Regions from separate parts of the Mus musculus genome. Here regions 2 and 3 are each linked to region 1. The links are chromatin contacts, called in public HiChIP or PLAC-seq and promoter capture Hi-C maps. All regions are on one chromosome and are shown on one strand. Each heading gives the region's core, a stretch centred on a gene start, on an enhancer-like site or on the middle of the called end of the contact. The rest is flanking DNA. Distances are from core to core; before and after follow the strand shown. Region 1 holds the start of Bace1 (beta-site APP cleaving enzyme 1). Region 2 holds the start of Ccdc84 (coiled-coil domain containing 84). Region 3 holds the start of Phldb1 (pleckstrin homology like domain, family B, member 1).

The links. Promoter capture Hi-C pulls out the DNA fragments that hold promoters and counts their contacts. HiChIP or PLAC-seq counts read pairs in DNA pulled down with a chosen protein or histone mark.
Region 2: a contact with region 1 is called in a promoter capture Hi-C map of pre-B cells, with 2.4 times the contacts expected there. The contact joins the promoter of Ccdc84 here to the promoter of Bace1 in region 1. A contact is called at or near these places in 3 of 39 promoter capture datasets (hippocampal neurons, liver and pre-B cells) and 2 of 115 datasets of contacts at active chromatin or transcription factors (astrocytes and large pre-B cells).
Region 3: an H3K4me3 HiChIP or PLAC-seq map of embryonic forebrain shows a contact between it and region 1, with 5 times the contacts expected there. The contact joins the promoter of Phldb1 here to the promoter of Bace1 in region 1. A contact is called at or near these places in 1 of 39 promoter capture datasets (hippocampal neurons) and 1 of 115 datasets of contacts at active chromatin or transcription factors (embryonic forebrain).

Annotation. Positions count from the first base shown.
Region 1 is chr9:45,837,114-45,839,885 of GRCm38.p6, reverse strand. Bace1 (beta-site APP cleaving enzyme 1) reads right to left here and starts at 1,341. Exons shown (of 9, transcript NM_011792.6): 1 at 598-1,341. The coding sequence starts at 858.
Region 2 is chr9:44,416,748-44,419,519 of GRCm38.p6, reverse strand. It overlaps Ccdc84 (coiled-coil domain containing 84), which reads left to right and starts at 1,451. Exons shown (of 11, transcript NM_201372.4): 1 at 1,451-1,651; 2 at 1,724-1,887; 3 at 2,311-2,409. The coding sequence starts at 1,532.
Region 3 is chr9:44,733,860-44,736,631 of GRCm38.p6, reverse strand. It overlaps Phldb1 (pleckstrin homology like domain, family B, member 1), which reads left to right and starts at 1,434. Exons shown (of 22, transcript NM_153537.4): 1 at 1,434-1,507.

The DNA of each region.
Region 1 (2,772 bases), core at 92-2,591:
ATGGGTGGGGGAGGAGCTAGAGTGTAGAGAGTGGGGGTTGGGATAAAGGAGGAAGGGACTAGGGGAAGCCAGAGTCTATTGGGACTTGGAGGCTACATGGATGTTACTAAGACTCTCACTTTGTTGGCTTATGGCAGCCCAGACTTAGAGTAAGGGGCTGATTGATCCAACTGGTGCCAGGATTTTGGGTTCTCAAGAAGATGAAGGTGGGGATCTTAGATACCCCCCCCCCCCCCGCAACACTAGAGTAGGGGAGAGTGTGGAGATGGAATATGAGAGACTCCGGCCACTGACACCTGTTACAGTGTCCCCGTGCCTGGCCCTTCCCCAGGGTCAGCCACCACTGAAGTGCTTTCTTGGGCGTGGGGGGATGGGGCAGTGGGAGTGAGAGGTGAGTAGTCAGTCCTGGGGCTTGGATGCCAGTGAGAGGGGGCGGGAAATGGAAAGGCTACTCCCAACCGGATCCTGGAGGAATAGGAGCGGGCGGTCATTCTGCACCCACTAAACAAACCATTTTATCAGGGCAGGCTGCTTCATCTCTACCCTATCACCCCTCTACCATGCATGAAGGAGGGTTGCTAGATCTGACCACCTTACCGTCTGTGGGGGGCTGCCTACGGTCATCTCCACATAGTAGCCCTGGCCGGACTTTCCCCTCAGGTTGTCCACCATCTCCACAAAGCTGCCTCTCCGGCCAGGCTCCTCCGATTCCTCGTCGGTCTCCCGGGGCAGCCTCAGGCCCAGGGGTGGCCCTGCCAGGCCGCTGCGAAGGGGCAGCCGGATGCCGAGATGGGTTCCCTGGGCAGGCAGCATTCCCGAGCCCACCCATAGCAGGAGCCAGTGCAGCGCTGGGGCCATAGTGAGCCCGGGCCTTGTGGTCCGGTTGGTGACTGTCCCTCTTGCCTGCCCCTAAGTCTGGGTGGTGGTGGCTTCTCTCAGGAGAGCGGCCTCGGCGGCATCAGGACTGCAGAGTCTGCAGGCCCCTCGCTCAGTTCCCGGTCCAGGCGGCGGAGAGTGGGCAGGAGAAATCCGTAGCGCACGAGAGGAGACGACGATGGCGATCCAGGGGACCCAGCTACATCTGGACGCCGGCCGCCAGCGGGGGGATCGGGCCCCTTGTGGGGCTGGGAGGGGCGGGCATGGCTATCCGAGCCCGTAGCTTTCGGGGTCTTCCAGGCGGGCTTTGCAGCTTGGGGACCGACAGGGACTCCGGGCTCCTACGGCTGCGTCGGCTGCTCAGGCCACCATAATCCAGCTCCCAGCTCCCAGCACCTAGGCAGGCTGGGGAGGCGGAAAGGCTTGTGGCGGTGGCTGTCAAAGCCAAAGGGTTTTTGCTTTTCCCTGGGATCTCTGGGAAGTGTAGTCTTCCCATGGCAGACAGCCCAGCTTCCGGAGCTGAAAGGGGTCTGGGATGCCCTCTGCCGAGATGGAGTTCACTCTGCAAGACCCTAGCGGGAAAGCATTTCCTTAGCTCTAGCAGAGCAAGAAGGAACCAATATCATACACTTCTCATCTGCTAGTCCTTCTTTCATTATTTATTTATTTATTTATTTATTTATTTATTTATTTATTTAGGGTACAGGGTCCTGCAAACATACAGTGTAGTCTAGGCTAGCTTCAACTTTGATGCAATTCTCCTGCCTCACTTTCCTGAATCAGCATTGGTTAACACCCCCCCACACCCCCGTGCGCACCCTGTCATGCATGCCAGCCACTTTACCCCTGCACAGGAGTAGAAAAAGAAGCACAGATCCCAAAAAGAGATTAACCGGGGAGAACTGTGATTCTTGCCACAGTGTGATGTTAAGAATTTTGGGGTAAGCTGGAAACCTGCCTCAAAAAACCAATAAATAGAGCTGGGCGTGGTGGCGCACGCCTTTAATCCCAGCACTTAGGAGGTAGAGGCAGGCGGATTTCTGAGTTCCAGGCCAGCCTGGTCTACAGAGTGAGTTCCAGGACAGCCAGGGCTACACAGAGAAGCCCTGTCTCGAAAACCAAAAAAAAAAAAAAAAAAAAAAAAAAAAAGAAAAAAAAGAATAAAATAAAAATCAATAAATAAAATAAAATAAAACAAAATTTGGGGGTATACCCCGGATGTTGAGGCACCTGCCTTTAATCTCAGCAGGAGAATTTCTGTAAATTCAAGGGCAGTTTGTTCTACATAGGTAGTTCTAGGACAGCCAGGACTGCATAGAGAAACTCTGCCTCAAAAAAGAAACAAAAAATGGGCAATCTAGAAGAGGTGACCTTAAAATTGGAAGTGTTTTCAGGAGCAGAGGCTGGAGGAGCAAGGTGAAAGGGACGAGAGTATTCCAGTCAACAAACCAGTCACTGGGATCCGACAGGGAGACCTGCCGCCTCTTCTGTTCAGAGCATTTAACCTGCCCCAGCTATGAGGTGGCCACCTCTTCTATGCCTGAATCCCTTTGTCTTTCTTTTGTTTGTTTGTTTTGGAGACAGGGTTTCTCTGTATAGCCCTGGCTGTCCTGGAACTCACTCTGTAGACCAGGCTGGCCTCGAACTCAGAAATCCGCCTGCCTCTACCTCCCAAGTGCTGGGATTAAAGGCGTGTGCCACCACCCCCCGGCCCGTTTGTGTCTTTGATGGTTTCCTGTCACGAATCCTCATGACCCATCTGATTACTTCCCATCAGTCAGAGTGAGGATCAGTTGCTCTCAAATTGGTATATCACTGGGAGACATTCCAGCATACTCATTGAGATGAAGAGCTTTGGGGCCCTGATAGCTTAAAACTGTGTGACTGTGTCATCAT
Region 2 (2,772 bases), core at 202-2,701, 1.4 Mb after region 1:
AAGGGGAGGGAGAGAATGAGAGCACACTCATGCCGGACAGATGGTTCAGTGGTGAAGAGCACCTGCTGTTGCGAAGATCCAAGTTCAGTCGTCGGGAGCCTAGGGATCCTACAAAGTACCGCCTCACACAAGAGATGCATTGGGAAAGATACAAGAAAAAGATCGTCTCTACCCAGGCAAAAAGCAGCAAGGAACCACATACGAGGCAAGCATAATATAGAATGGGATTGGCGGGGCACTTTCCAGGGTAGTTTTTGATTGGTGGGATTTTATGGTCTGATCTTGGGCAAACTCCTGGATTGGTGGAATTTTGTGACCTGCTCTAGGAGCAAGCTCAGTGATTGGTGGAATTCTGTGGCATGTTTTTAGGGTAAACTCAGTGATTGGTGGAATTCTATAGTCTGATTTTTTTGGGACAAACTCAGGGATTGGTAGGATTTTGAAGCCTAATACAGGATTTTTTTTTCCTTCCTGCCGGGTGGGGCTTGACTACCTGTATATGCAGGCGCTGGAAACCTGGCCACTCAAGGAACTTAATTGTAAAGATGCTGGGTTTTGTTTCACACAAGCCAAGTTCAGGTGGGAAATGAGCATTTGGTAGAGGAGACTGGCAGGAAAATACTATCAAGTAAGCTTAATTGCAGAGACCTTGGGAGCAGACTGCTTTGAGCAACTTTGGAACAAATGGGGAAAAACATATTGGGTCTGACCTGGGCGGCGTATGACATTATTCTTGTAATGGCGATAGAGCATGATTCACTGTAACCATTCAAGTTTTCAGAATTAGATTTCCCAGCCAATGCTCGGAGAAATGACTTACAGAGAATATTCTTGTGCAGAACACCTTTGAAAATTAAGAATATCACAGTCTGCCGGGCAGTGGTGGCACACGCCTTTAACCCCAGCACTTGGGAGGCAGAGCCAGGCGGATTTCTGATTTCGAGGCCAGACTGGTCTACAAAGTGAGCTCCAGGACCCTTCCTCGAAAAACCAAAAAAAAAAAAAGAATATCACAGTGACTTAGACCCCTGCAGGTCTCAGGGAAGCTGGAGGGGCTGCTTAATACACCTCTCTAGCTTTCCTCAGAGGTCCTCATTTCTTCAGGAGTAGATTTTTTTTTTCCCATGTGTAAAATGCCAATAATCTCACACCACAAAGCATCGACGTGAGGATTCGGTGAGGTCATTAGCACAAAGCACGGGGTCACAGTGTGCGCCCTGAAATTACCAGTTCTGCGTTGTTACGCTAAACTGGGTCTTTGTCAACGCCTGAAAGTGTGCGATCTGAGGTCCTAACTGGCGTGCATTCTTTCTCGTTCTTTCACAAGCTGCCGGGTTTTCTGCGGGTGCGTGGGAGGTGGGGGCCCGGAGTGAATATTCCGCGCAGCCGCAGAACGGATTGCAATAGCGCCTACTGCCTCTAGGGGAACCGGGAGCTCCTAGGTCGCCCCGCCCCGTCCGGCCCGGAAGGGTCAGGGGTCAGTGGGTGGTGACGAGCCGCCGCTGTGTGGGTGTTCCCGGGTCCTGGGTCTATGGCGCCACCGCAGCGATGTCCTCTGTGTCGGCAAACTTTCTTCTGTGGTCGCGGTCACGTCTACAGCCACAAGCACCAGCGGCAGTTGAAGGGGGCTCTGGAGCGGCTTCTACCGCAGGTGCGGACCCGGGGCTGGGGAGGCCAGGAATGTGGGCTGGTTTCAGGGTCCTAGCTGGCTTCTGTCCTGCAGGTGGAGGCCGCCCGCCGGGCCGTCCGCGCCGCCCAGGTGGAGCGCTATGTCCCCGAGCACGATCGGTGCTGTTGGTGCCCGTGCTGTGGCTGCGAAGTGCGAAAACACCTGAGCCATGGCAACCTGACAGTGCTACACGGGGGTCTGCTGGAACATCTGGCCAGGTGACAACTGGAAAACACCCACCTCCCCCGTACAGACAGAGAGTTGTACACACGTGTGGCATGGGAAGTTGAAATTGGGGAGAAGGAAGGTCGACTTTGTGACTTAGTTGGGTTATGGACTGAACTACCTGGCCAACCGTGGAGTTTAGTGGATCTTAGCCCTTCCACGGTCCCAGTGGTGTGGGTGATCTTTCTAGAAAAGCCAGGTTGCTCTCCTCTCACCACCACCACACACTTTATTGGAAGAAAGGAGTCCCAAGATAGAGGTCTTGAAGAGGTTGGTATAAACAATCCTCTTCTCTCTGCCAAGCCCACAGAAGCAACCCAATGGCCAATCTGCATTACTTACCTAGTGCTCTGACATTCGGTACAGTTTTACTCTCTTAATGACTAGCTACGATTACTCTTTCTCTCCATTCTCAGCCCAGAGCACAAGAAAGCCACCAACAAATTCTGGTGGGAGAACAAGGCCAATGCCCAGATGAAAGAGAAGTTTCTGATCTCCCCCCAGGATTATGCACGGTGAGTTACGTGTTCGTGAGTTATCCAGGTCTTTGTCAGGCACAAGAGCTTCTTTTTTTTTTTTTTAAAGTGGTTTTTTTTATGCCATTCTTTTTTTTTTTTTTTTTTTTTTTTAGATTTATTTATTTATTTATTTATTATATGTAAGTACACTGTAGCTGTCTTCAGACACTCCAGAAGAGGGAGTCAGATCTCGTTACGGATGGTTGTGAGCCAACATGTGGTTGCTGGGATTTGAACTCCGGACCTTCGGAAGAGCAGTCGGGTGAGCCATCTCACCAGCCCCACGAGAGCTTCTTTAAATTGGGGAGTTCTGAGGGAGTGTGATGGTCCACATATGTAACCCCAGGACTAGGGAAGCAA
Region 3 (2,772 bases), core at 185-2,684, 1.1 Mb after region 1:
TTTCTGGTGACCACAGTGCACTTGTCACCTCTGTTAGCTAGAGGAGGTGGCAGGTAGGACTCCTTCTCCTCCTCCCTCTTGTTCATTGCTCCACAGTCTCAGGTTTAATCGCCAGCTGTGGATGCCCCCTACTAATGCTAGTTCTGTCAATGAGTGACCAAATTCCTGCAGTTCAGTCTCCTGCCATTCCTGAGAGAGAGAGAGAGAGAGAGAGAGAGAGAGAGAGAGAGAGAACACAGAACAAAAGCCACTGGAACAGAACTGGGTTTGTCCATTCCAAAGAGGACTTTCATTTTAAATTTTCTCCAACCCATCCCATCTGGACCTTAAGCCAGACTTGGGGGCTTCCTGCTTGTTCCTTCACTGAGGAAAAGCCTCTGCCAATCCTTTAGTGCAGGTTAAAGAGGCCCAGTCTAGTCTGAGTTCAGCTCCCATGAGGCCTCCCAGCCGTCTCCTGGGGCAAGAGCAGGCTTTGCAAGGTGCGGCTACACTGTCAGCTTGGATTTCGGGGTGCGGGTTGGACTGCTGAATGACTTCGCCAGGCTGGGCTTATAGACTGCCCCCCTCCCTCTTTTCTTCCTCAAACTCCCACTCTTCAGCCAACCTGGTGTCTTTCTACCCTGCCTCCAGCTCCAGCTGCAACCCAACAATTCTTTAGTGGAGGTGAATGGACAGAGGCAAAAAGGCCGGCTCCATTCAGCTTTCCTGGGTCCTGTGGTTTGCACCACACTTTTTTGTTTGTTTTTGTTTTTTGAGACAGGGTTTCTCTTGTGTAGCCCTGGCTGTCCTTGAACTCATTCTGAGACCAGTCTGGTCTCGAACTCACAGAGATCCACCTGCCTCTGCCTCCCGAGTGCTGGGAAAAAGACCACCATCATTTGGCTTACAGCACACTTTCAACGGACCTTGCCTTCACGTTCATTTCTGAAGCATGGTGTGCAATTATTAAATCGACAACTCTCTATGGTGGGGCTTGGAACAGCAAAGGGTAGGGGCTGACCTGGGTGCCCTCAGTTGATGTTCTGAAAGGAAATTGAGCATCTGTGGTAGGGCTGCGCTAGGACTCATGGGGAGTCAGGGGACGATTCAGGCATCTTGGGTAGGCGGAGGTAAATAAAGAAGTGCTTCGAGGCCCAGAGTGGAGGGTGGTCTAGGAGGGTCGGAAGGGGAGGGTGAGAGGAGAGTTTGCACGGTGGTGGCCCTGGTGGTGGTGGTGGAAAGCCCAGCTGTACAGATGAACAAAGCGGGCGCTGTGCAAGCGGGGGAGGTGCTGCTGTGGGAAAAGCTGGGTGGGGGCCTTGGGCTCCAGCACCACAAGGGCGTCTTCTCTAGCTGGCCAGGCGGACAGGACGGGATGGGGGCGGGGACTCAGGGAAGCGGGGCGGGACAGTCTCCCTCTCCTCCTACTCAGCTGGCTCCAGGGGAAAAGCAACAGAGTCTTCGCCAGCCTGAGGCCGCCGCGGCCCACTTGGGCAAAGGGGCCGGTGTCCCCCCAACTCCCCACAAGGTAAGCGTGCCCCTCCCACTATGCCTCGGGGTTCCATTCGCCGTCTGGCTGAGTCTACAGAAGGGAAAGTCCCCGGGACCAGACGAGACCAGTCTGGCCCAGCGAACTGGGTAGAAAGGTGCGGAAAAAGGGGGCCATGCCAGGTGAGTGCGTTGGCGGAAGGGGCTTTGTGGGCCGCCCTCGGCGAACTGCTTGCTCTTGCCCTCCTGAGTCGTTGCCAGCGCCACCGCCAGAGGGGGCCCTGGTATTAAGTGGAGGAATTCCCCCCCCCCAAGTCTTGCGGGATCTAGATCCTCCTGTGGGCACCCCGATGGCCAGTATCCCACACTTGCAGTCTCGGGTTGGGTACGCGCGCGGGACCTTGTCTACAGCATCGCACATGGTTCCTCTCCACATCAGCAGGACCACAGGAAGGGGGATCCCCTAGGCGTCTCCGCTCTTGTCCTCGTTCCAGCTGCCTGGATGGACTCAAAAAGATGTGGAGTTCAACTCTGAGGCGTGGGAGGGAGTCAGGGAGGGATCCTGGGGTTTCCATGTCTAGGGTCTCCTGGGCACTTTTCCAGGACCCCCGTTATCTATGAGGGTCCCCGGCGACCTGGGATGACTGAGCCGTTGGCTCCCGCTCCGCCTCCGCGGTCTGGATCCAAAAACAGCGCGGAGTTCCCCAGCCGAGGTCGAGCGCCGTCATCGGACTCCCCCGGGATGGGGAAGCGAGGGTAGGCGGCTGGGTGGGGTCGTGGGGCGCGGGGTTGCCCTGGCGCCGCGGACGCTTCCGCCCAGGCCAGCGCAGCGGGGATTTGGCTCGCGACTGCGCGGCCCGGCGGGGGACCCAGTGAGCCGGGGTGGGGCTGCATTCTGGGCCCGTTAGCTCAGCGGTCCCGGAGGCTCCCGGAGACTGACTCATCGCACTTCGGGCTCACTCCACAGCGGTCACACAAACAGAACTGGCCACTAACACGGGCGTCCGCACAGCTCCCACGCACAGCATCCCACGCCTCACCTCCGCGCACCCGCAAGACACGTCACACCGACAGTCCAGTGTCACCCCACGGGTGCACACGTGAATCCTCACATGGGCCTCGACTTCACACACTTAGTCCGCTTCACACCACGCACTCCACGCGCTGGGAAGGGTCGCCCGGGAAGACTGCTCCACTCACGCAACCTCCCCGCACGCACGCACCTCCCTCCACATGCCAGCCCCCTTCCTGCAGCTGCGAGGCCGCCCCCTTTCCCTGCTGTGCAAACAAGCGACTTTTTCTCTC